2 separate regions of the Mus musculus genome follow, and region 1 is linked to region 2. The links are chromatin contacts, called in public promoter capture Hi-C maps. All regions are on one chromosome and are shown on one strand. Each heading gives the region's core, a stretch centred on a gene start, on an enhancer-like site or on the middle of the called end of the contact. The rest is flanking DNA. Distances are from core to core; before and after follow the strand shown. Region 1 holds the start of Ergic3 (ERGIC and golgi 3). Region 2 holds the start of Tm9sf4 (transmembrane 9 superfamily protein member 4).

The links. Promoter capture Hi-C pulls out the DNA fragments that hold promoters and counts their contacts.
Region 1: a contact with region 2 is called in a promoter capture Hi-C map of pre-B cells, with 4 times the contacts expected there. The contact joins the promoter of Ergic3 here to the promoter of Tm9sf4 in region 2. A contact is called at or near these places in 1 of 39 promoter capture datasets (pre-B cells) and 1 of 9 other capture datasets (adipose tissue).

The regions. Positions count from the first base shown.
Region 1 is chr2:156,005,545-156,010,041 of GRCm38.p6, forward strand. It overlaps Ergic3 (ERGIC and golgi 3), which reads left to right and starts at 2,484. Exons shown (of 13, transcript NM_025516.5): 1 at 2,484-2,684; 2 at 2,821-2,891; 3 at 3,020-3,107; 4 at 3,316-3,435. The coding sequence starts at 2,597. It also overlaps a transcript of 6430550D23Rik not described here.
Region 2 is chr2:153,159,826-153,164,476 of GRCm38.p6, forward strand. Tm9sf4 (transmembrane 9 superfamily protein member 4) reads left to right here and starts at 1,476. Exons shown (of 18, transcript NM_133847.3): 1 at 1,476-1,746. The coding sequence starts at 1,732.

The DNA of each region.
Region 1 (4,497 bases), core at 1,234-3,733, 2.8 Mb after region 2:
TGGTCTGCCTGTATGTATACATGTGCACCGTGTGCATGCAGTACCCATAAAGGCCAGAAGAGGGCTCAGATTTTGCAGAACTGGAGTTTCTGATGGTTGGGGGCCACCTGATGGGTTCTGGGGAATGATCCTCTGAAAGGACAGCCATACGCTTAACTTTTGAGTCATCTCTCAAGCCCTTGCACACATCTTTTTTTTTTTTTTCTTTCTTTCTTTGAGACAGGGTTTCTCTGTGTAGCCCTGGCTGTCCTGGAACTCACTCTGTAGACCAGGCTGGCCTCAAACTCAGAAATCCACTTGCCTTTGCCTCTGCCTCTGCCTCCCAAATACTGGGAATAAAGGCGTGTGCCACCACGCCCGGCATGCACCCATCTTTTTAAAATGCAGGTTCTAAGGATTAATAGTTCTAAGGTCTTAAGAACAAATAGTTTTTATTCCATTTTTTTCTGGAGACCTGACAATTTACCCTTACAGAACTGATCCCTATATATGACCATATTTGACTCCAGTGTTTTGCCTCTGAGCAATCTCATGAACTCATGCATAAGTTATAACCACCTGGTACAATTTTTGTTTGGAATATTTTTATTTTTGTATGAGTGTTCTGTGTATATATATGTATATATATATATATATATATATATATATATATATGGTGCATGCCAGAAGAGGGCATCAGATCCCATTACAGATGGCTGTGAGCCACCATGTGGTTGCTGGGAGAAGGGGGCCTATGGAGGGTAACTAACTGGGCTTGTGTGTGTGATAGAAATACATTATGAATATGTATGAAGATTTCATAAACCCATTATCATGGATAATCAACATATCCTAACAAAAACATTTAAGGTCTAGATGTGGCAGCACATGCCTTTAATCTCAGCTTCTGCAAGGCAGAGGCAAGCAGAATTCAAGGCCAGCCCAGGCATAGTGAGACCCTATCTAAAATAAAATACAAAATAAAATCTTAAAAACTCTCTTTGGGTGAGCCGGGCGTGGTGGCGCACGCCTTTAATCCCAGCACTTGGGAGGCAGAGGCAGGCGAATTTCTGAGTTCGAAGCCAGCCTGGTCTACAGAGAAAAAAACAAAAACAAACAAACAAACAAAACAACAACAACAAAACCTCTTTAGGTTGACAGGAAATTGAATTCAACAGCATAAAATAGATTCCTAAAGTGGGATTTATTATCTGAAGCAAGAGTTCTACGTCAAGACCTTTAAGCTCAAGCATGGAGACTGAGCACAGCATGGTTGCTGGCTGCTCTTTCAGGGGACCCTGGTTCAGTTCCCAGCACACATTGGGTGACTCAGAACTGCCCATAAGTCCAGATTTCAGGGATCCAATGCCCCGTACTATCATCTGGTACACATAAACACATGTAGACACACATAAAAATAGTTAATAAATCTTCAAAACAGAAACCTCCCATGAGACGCTAAGAGGCTGAGGCAGGAGTCCAGGTGTTCCTGGTCAGCCAGAGCAGCAGAAAGACACTTTCTTAAAACAAAACTATTGAGCACTTTGTTTTAGTCTTTATAGCGGTATTAAGCTGTCTAGAGCTAATGGGTTACAACAGAAAGCAAATAAGGGTTTGTTTAATCTCCACTCCATAGCCTTGTCCTGGAGGGGTGGAATCAGCGAACGTCTTTATTTTATTTATTGACCCACACTGGGATTAGCACTTGGACGCTGTTTAAGAACCCAGGGTACTCTGAAGTCCAGAACTGGGTTCCACTATTGATCAGTTTAAGCTTGAAAAAAAAAGCAAAGTTAACACCCACTCTCTTTTAAAAATAACTTATAGATTATATTTACTTTTTTGTGAGTGTAGTCAAGGGCACGCCACGGCATTCATATGGAGGTCAGAGGACATTTTGCAAGAATCAGTTTTTTTCCACCATGTGGGTCCTGGGTATAGAACTCAGAATTGGCAGCAAATGCCTTCACCTTGCAAGCCAGTTAATACCCACTTCCCCCTGCAGAGATTCTCATGCCTTAACCGCATTGGAAACACCTTGGAGCCACTTTTGACTTTCTAATGAGGGAACCAATGATTTCCTTGGAACCGATTTCTTTCTTTCTTTTTTCTTTTGTAATTTTTCAAGCCAGGGTTTCTTTGCGTAACATCCCTGGCTGTCTTGGAACTCTCTTTGTAACCCAGGCTGAACTCGAACTCACAGACATCCGCTTGACTCTGTCTTCTGAGTGCTGGGATTAAAGAGTGCGCCCACCCCGGTTTGGAACCAATTCTAATTAACGCTGCGGTGGCTCTGGCGGGGTCAAGTTGGAAGCGCTGTCCTAAGAGATCCAAAGGTCCAAGGAGAGGCACTTACCACAGGTGCTGTCACTCCGCACCCAAGCACCGCCCTCTGTGCTCCCAGCCCGCCCCTCTCGGAGCACTGCCCAATCCGCGCGAGGAGGCGTGACAATGTCCACAAGCTAGACTGCCTTTGAGGAGGCAGGTGAGGGGGTGGAGCCCCACTTACGCACCGCTACGCCTGCGCAAGACAGCGAGGGGCGTGACCCCGGGTCCAGGCCGGAAGCGGGAGGCTGGAGGGGCGGGCCGGCTGGTGTCCCCTTTCCGGCCGGTCCCCATGGAGGCGCTGGGGAAGCTGAAGCAGTTCGATGCCTACCCTAAGACTCTGGAGGACTTCCGGGTCAAGACCTGCGGGGGTGCCACGGGTAGGTCTCGGCGCGGGCAGGGTTGCAAGGAGGGAGCTGTCCTCGCGTTCGGCCCGGGCTCCCGGACCCTCCGTGGCCTGCTAAGGGGCTGAGGGGTGGGATATAGGCCGTTCCAAATCTCGCTCTCGCCCTGCAGTGACCATCGTCAGTGGCCTTCTCATGCTCCTGCTTTTCCTATCGGAGTTGCAGTATTATCTCACTACGGAGGTGAGGGGCGTGGCCTAGAGCGTGGGCGGGGCCTGGCATTCTAAGGGCAGGACCCTTAAAGGTGGGAGAGGGGAGGAGAGGCGAGGAGAGGCATAGGGGCGAATCTGACTGAGGTAGACATGCTCTAGGTGCATCCTGAGCTCTACGTGGACAAGTCTCGGGGGGATAAACTGAAGATCAACATCGATGTTCTTTTCCCGCACATGCCTTGTGCCTGTGAGTACCCGATTGTGAGTGGGGAGTTGGACTCCTGGACGTAGGGTGGGCTTCCAGATTTACACCTCTGGCCTTAGATCCCAGAGTGAATGCCAGGCCATCCTCATTCCCCGAGTCCATTTCTTCCTCAAGATACATCTTTCCCATCAAAGCTCAGCTCTCCGGGTCCCTGGTGTCGTAGCGCCTTAGCTTGCCTCTCTGTTTCCAGACTTGAGCATCGATGCCATGGACGTGGCCGGGGAGCAGCAGCTGGATGTGGAACACAACCTGTTCAAGAAACGACTAGACAAGGATGGCGTCCCCGTGAGCTCAGAGGCTGAACGGCACGGTAACCAGGGGAGGGGGACAGGTCTCCGATCCTACAGCTGGACATGCCTGCCTTCCACACATGGGCCGTTGCAGGCTCAGTGACACCGTAGACAGAAGTCAGCTGGCTTGCTTAGGGTTCTACAACTATTAAAAATCAAGAGTCAGTTGAATCCATGCTTCTGGTATTGGAACATTGAGTAGAATACCTTAGGGGCTGGAGAGAGGGCCCAGTGGTTAAGAGCAAGACACTTTGCTCGGTTATCGTTTCTCAAGCTTGAACATGGGTCTTCCTTAGGTAAAGGAAGTTTGCTTGTCCACCTCATTGGCTAGAGTACTGTCCCCCGTTGCAGTGCGAGTATCCTAAGATTAAGAGCTTAAATTCTCGAGTAGAGTTGCCTGGGTTCGGATCTAGCATTGTCTTGCAGTTTGTGAGCATGATGCAGGGCTGGATGCAATACAGATGGGTCTCAGCTTACAACACTCTGACTTGGAGATGGTTTGAAAGCACGCCTGTACAACCATTCAGGTCTTCACTTTGCGTAGAGGACTCAGTCATTGGAGGTACTCGGTGCTTTGTTAGGAACTAGTCTTCATGTCAGATGGTTTGCCCAGCTGTTGGCTGGGTAAGTATTCTGAGAATGTTTAAGGCAGTATCAGTTAAGCTATAATGTTCTGTGTCTTAGATGTATTAAGTGCATTCTAAAATATGACATTTTACCATGGGAAACCTCATCCTGAGTTGGGGGAATCAGTAATATATAATCAGTACACAACCCATAAGTAATCTTTTTTTAAAGATTTTATTTATTGTTTTTTTGTTTGTTTGTTTGTTTGTTTGTTTGTATTTTCGAGACAGGGTTTTTCTGTGTAGCCCTGGCTGTCCTAGAACTCACTCTGTAGACCAGGCTGTTCTTGAAGGTTTTATTTATTGTTAAGTACACACTGTAGCTGTCTTCAGACACACCAGAAGAGGGCATCAGACCTCATTACAGATGGTTGTGAGCCACCATGTGGTTGCTGGGATTTGAACTCAGGACCTTTGGAAGAGCAGTTGGTGCTCTTAACCACTGAGCCATATCTC
Region 2 (4,651 bases), core at 226-2,725:
GACATAGACCTGTCTATGCAGCAGGACACCCAGCCATATTTATATCCTTGGGAGGAAGGAGAAGCTTCAAGCCTCTTACAGCCTAGACACAGAAGTGGAAGACACTTATAATTCACTCTATTTGGTCAAAGCAAGTAACTTAACCCCAGCATTCAACAAGAGAAAAAAATTCACCTTTTGACAGGAGAACCAGTATGCTCATAACATGCAAGAAGGAGAGGCTTGTTAGTAGACATTTATGCAGAAAAAAATCCACCACGGTAGTAATCAGTACTGACCACAGTGGTGGTCAGAGCTCAGCTGTTCCTTGCCAAGGTGCAGAAGAGATAACTAAAAATCTTAAGACCAGTTTTGGCACAGTACTTAAGCAATGCTGAGTTTTCTGTTTAGCCCGTGGCTCTCTTTATGGCTCAGGATGGTCTTGAACTCACCATGCCTTCCTTCCTCAGCATCCTGAGCGCAAAAATTACCAGTGTGAGCCACTGAACACGGATAATGATAAAGATGATAGTAACGATGATGACTGAGGCAAGGTCTCACATGTCCCAGGATAACCATGAACTCTTCTTGCTGGACCTTCTGAGTTTGGGGATTACAAGTCCCAGTGCTAAAGATTAGGCAGGCTATCTGCTAAATTAACTATATCCTCAGAACTCATTACTACTCTCTTAACAGCTTTTTGGATCCATCTAAGAAGACCGCACTGGCTCTTTGTACACTTTACAGTGGTATATATGAACCAAACAGTCTTTCTCCATTATGATCCTTTGAGTCCTCCCCAGACCCTTTTAAGTCAATACTGGAAAGTTAAGTTTAAGATGGTTAAGTGACTTGCTTCAAGTCATACATTAAGCCAGTTAGAATGGAGAAGTCCACATTGAAAAATGTCTCCTTTCACTAAGTGTTCTGCTTTTCATTCACTCATTTAACAAAGCATATTGTTTGGGACACCTACCATATGTGTGAAGGAATGTACATACGTTATATAATGACAATTATTTATTGAATACTTTATATGATTGTGTCAGTGGATACTTAACATAAGCCAATTATAAAAATAATCTAGAGCTGGGCGTGGTGGCGCACGCCTTTAATCCCAGCACTCGGGAGGCAGAGGCAGGCGGATTTCTGAGTTCGAGGCCAGCCTGTCTCGGAAAACCAAAAAAAAAAAAAAAAAAAAAAAATCTAGAAATCTCTGCCCCATTTCACTGACGACAAAAACGCAGTGTAAGGGAAAGACAGAGTCCTACCTTCATAGTTATTACGGCCGATTAGTAAGACTATATTATAGTCAAATAAATATTTAAACATATAATTACAAATTACTCTAAATCAGAAGCTGTCAGAGAGGGTTTACCATGCTTTCCGTTTCACAATTAAGGTCCCGGGTAACCCTGGCAACGACTCTTTCTGCCAATACTAAAGAAAGCATCCAGGGAGCGCGCCTATTTCCACACACCCCCATTACCCACAATGCAAAAGGAGTAGGCGGAGGAGCGGGTCTGCCAGAAGTCAATATGGCTCCAATAGTTACACCGTACGTTCTCTTCACCTAGTCAGAGACCTCACTGCCAAGGCCAATCTGCCAAGGAGAAATTAAGCTTCTTTTACCTCCTCACTACTGCGACTACAGAAGAATCTGAAGCCAGGAGTCCCCTTAGTGGAGCTACACTCCGTAACCACAGAAGCACCACTTCCGCTGACGTCATCACGCCGACACGTGGATCCAAGATGGCGGCGGCGATGGTGAGTGAAGGAGACTCCGGGAACCGGAGCTGGAGCAGGGCCCCCCTGGATAGCCCAGGACCTTCCAGCGCCCCATGCCTGGTTCCCAGCCTCCTCCAGAACCCCTGCTCGGGTTACCCTTGACTGGGTCGGCCTCTACAAAGTCCCTTTCTCTAGCCTTGGCATGGCATCTAGGCTTGTCAGGGCCTGGAGTTTTAGGGGAGGTGCCGCTTGGAAGGAAGACTTCGGCTCATGCCTTCACGGTTCTCATTTCAGCTTTCGTTCCCGCCCCTTGTCACCCCTATTTCCCATTTCTTCCCCTCCAGGCTTTGTCTCCTCCCGAGAGGCCCCCGTTATTTCTGCCTTCGCTCCTCCTCCTCACGTTCATACCCAGCTCTCCACATACCCATCAGCCTAACCAGTCTGCGGGTGCCACCTTGCTCGCACCAGCCCGAGCCTTGTCCTTACCTGCACCCTCAGCGGTTCCCATAGCGCATCCCGCTTGATTGCTGCTGTACCAGGGCATCCCATGCCCATCATCCCATCCCCAGGCCCTGCCCTTCTCCTGCCTTTTCTGTCAAAATCTGTCTCTCCTAAAGTGCTTTTATCCGATTGGTTCTTAAACCCCACTGTGCACGGGGATCTTGGGTTGTTGGTGGGGAGGCATGTTTAAATAGTTTCCTGAGCATCACTCCCAAAGATTGCAATACCTTAGGCCATGCTCAGGAATCTATAGTCTCACAAACAGTCCTGTGTTTATAATGGAGGTGGTCCCTGGGTTACCGTTTAAAAACACCTCTGGCCCTGCCTGTCTGTATCCCCCTCCCACTCCACACAGCTCCTTACAGATAAAGGGTCACTATCATGAAGCTGACTAGAATTAAGTCTCTTTGTGGATGAGAGTGGAGGTAATATACCTGTGCCTGAAGGATGAGTCACTAGCTGACTTCTGTTTATCAACCACAGAATTAAGTTTTTGAAGGTCAGATTTTCTAAGAGAAGTTCACCTCAAATTCTGTTTGCCAAGAAATGAGAACAAAAGTCGAAAGTGAATTTTCCTGGGTGGTCTTGTACATTGCTGCCTCAGAAGATAAAATTAATTCCATCGTGGTAGTGAATGACAAGAAAGACTCAGAGAAAAAGCTTGTGACATTTGACTCTACTGAAGGAAAATTCTTGCTTAAGTTATTTGATGTTGGTTTTCTCTAAACAGGGCCAGGTTAATTCATGAAAGGAGTCTGTCCTGTTAGCAGACGGCTGACTTTTTTTTTTTTTTTTTTAAATTAGGTTCCTTGTTTATAACCCCAGAAATCAGGTAAAAATGTTCAAGGTTTTGCGGATTGTAACCCCTTTTGTGGAGCACTTGCTTGAGCGTACCCAGGAGCCTAAGTTCGATATTTGGCTCTGTTTAGGGGAAAAGCAGATTCAAAGCTTTCCCTGGTTTCTGTGGCCACAGACTTCAGTATGAATCATGAAGAGGGGTAAATCCCTAAAGTGGGATGTTGAAATCCTTTTTCTCCTTTATCACATTCAGAATAAGGCGAATGTGAAGCCAGGAAGTCACACCCTTTCTTGTTCATAGAGAGTTTAGTAAGGTGGCATTTATAGCACTGCACAGGGAAATTCCTGCCCTGTACAGAGCTTTTAAGAGTTTATAAGTTAGCAATATGTATTTCTGGTGTACGTTTCTTCATTCAGCAAATATTTGAATGTCCAGTGACTGCCAGGAACTAGGTATATGACTGTCAGAGGGTCATGGTCCCACCCTCGTGGGCCCACTCTCATTCCAGGAAACCTGCCTGGTGCTGCTAAATGCTGTGAGGGTAGCAAGGTGACGGGATGGTGATTGGCAGTAACTGGGCATCATAGCTGGGACGGACTGACAGACAAAACACAAACAAACAAACCAGCTTTGCAAAGAATGTCCCAGGCAAAGAAAATGGCAAGTGTGATGGCTGAATGACATGTTTAAGGAATCTATAGAAGACTTTTAACACCGGAACCATGGGGAAGGGTAGCGTAGCAAACAGCAATCAGGGACGAAACCAGAGACAAATAAGAACCGCACTTGCTAGAAGTAAGTGTGCTTGTGATTGGTGCATGGTGTAGCTCACGGTTAGCAATCTGTGTACTGGATTTTGAAATAGATTTTTCTATTAGGTTGGCTTCACTTCCTCCTACCCTACTGGGACAACATATCAGGGGAGCCAGCTTGTTCTTAATGTGCAGATAGACCATAGAAACCAATTTTTTTTGTTTTGTTTTGTTTTTTTGTTTTTCGAGACAGGGTTTCTCTTTATAGCCCTGGCTGTCCTGGAACTCACTTTGTAGACCAGGCTGGCCTCGAACTCAGAAATCCACCTGCCTCTGCCTCTTGAGTGCTGGGATTAAAGGCGTGCACCACCACGCCCGGCAGAAACCAGTTTTTTAAAAAGATTTTTTGTTTATGTGTATGGGTACACTGTAGTTGTCTTCAGACACACCAGAAGAGGGCGTCAGATCACGTTGCAGATGATTGTGAGCCACCATGTGGTTGCTGGGAATTGAACTCAGGACTTTTGGAAGAGCAGTCAGTGCTCTTAACCACTGAGCCATCTCTCCAGCCCCATGGAAACCAATTTAACTCAATTCAATAAATAGAGAATGTGGCACCTGGGAGGCTGAGGGATCTCTGTGAGTTCAAGGCTAGCCTGGTCTAGATAGTTCAGAGAGCTAGGACTATGTAGAGAAATTTAGGTAGGTAGGTAGGTAGGTAGATAGATAGATAGCATGAATGGAGAATGTGCTATATACTGAGCCCAGTTTAAAAGGCACTCAAGAAACTGCGTGTTCAGTGAAAAGGCACAGAAGCAAGTTTGTACAGAGGTGTATGTGGAGTCACAAGTAGGTATGAATTTAGTTTGTGCCAAGCACATTACTACACAGA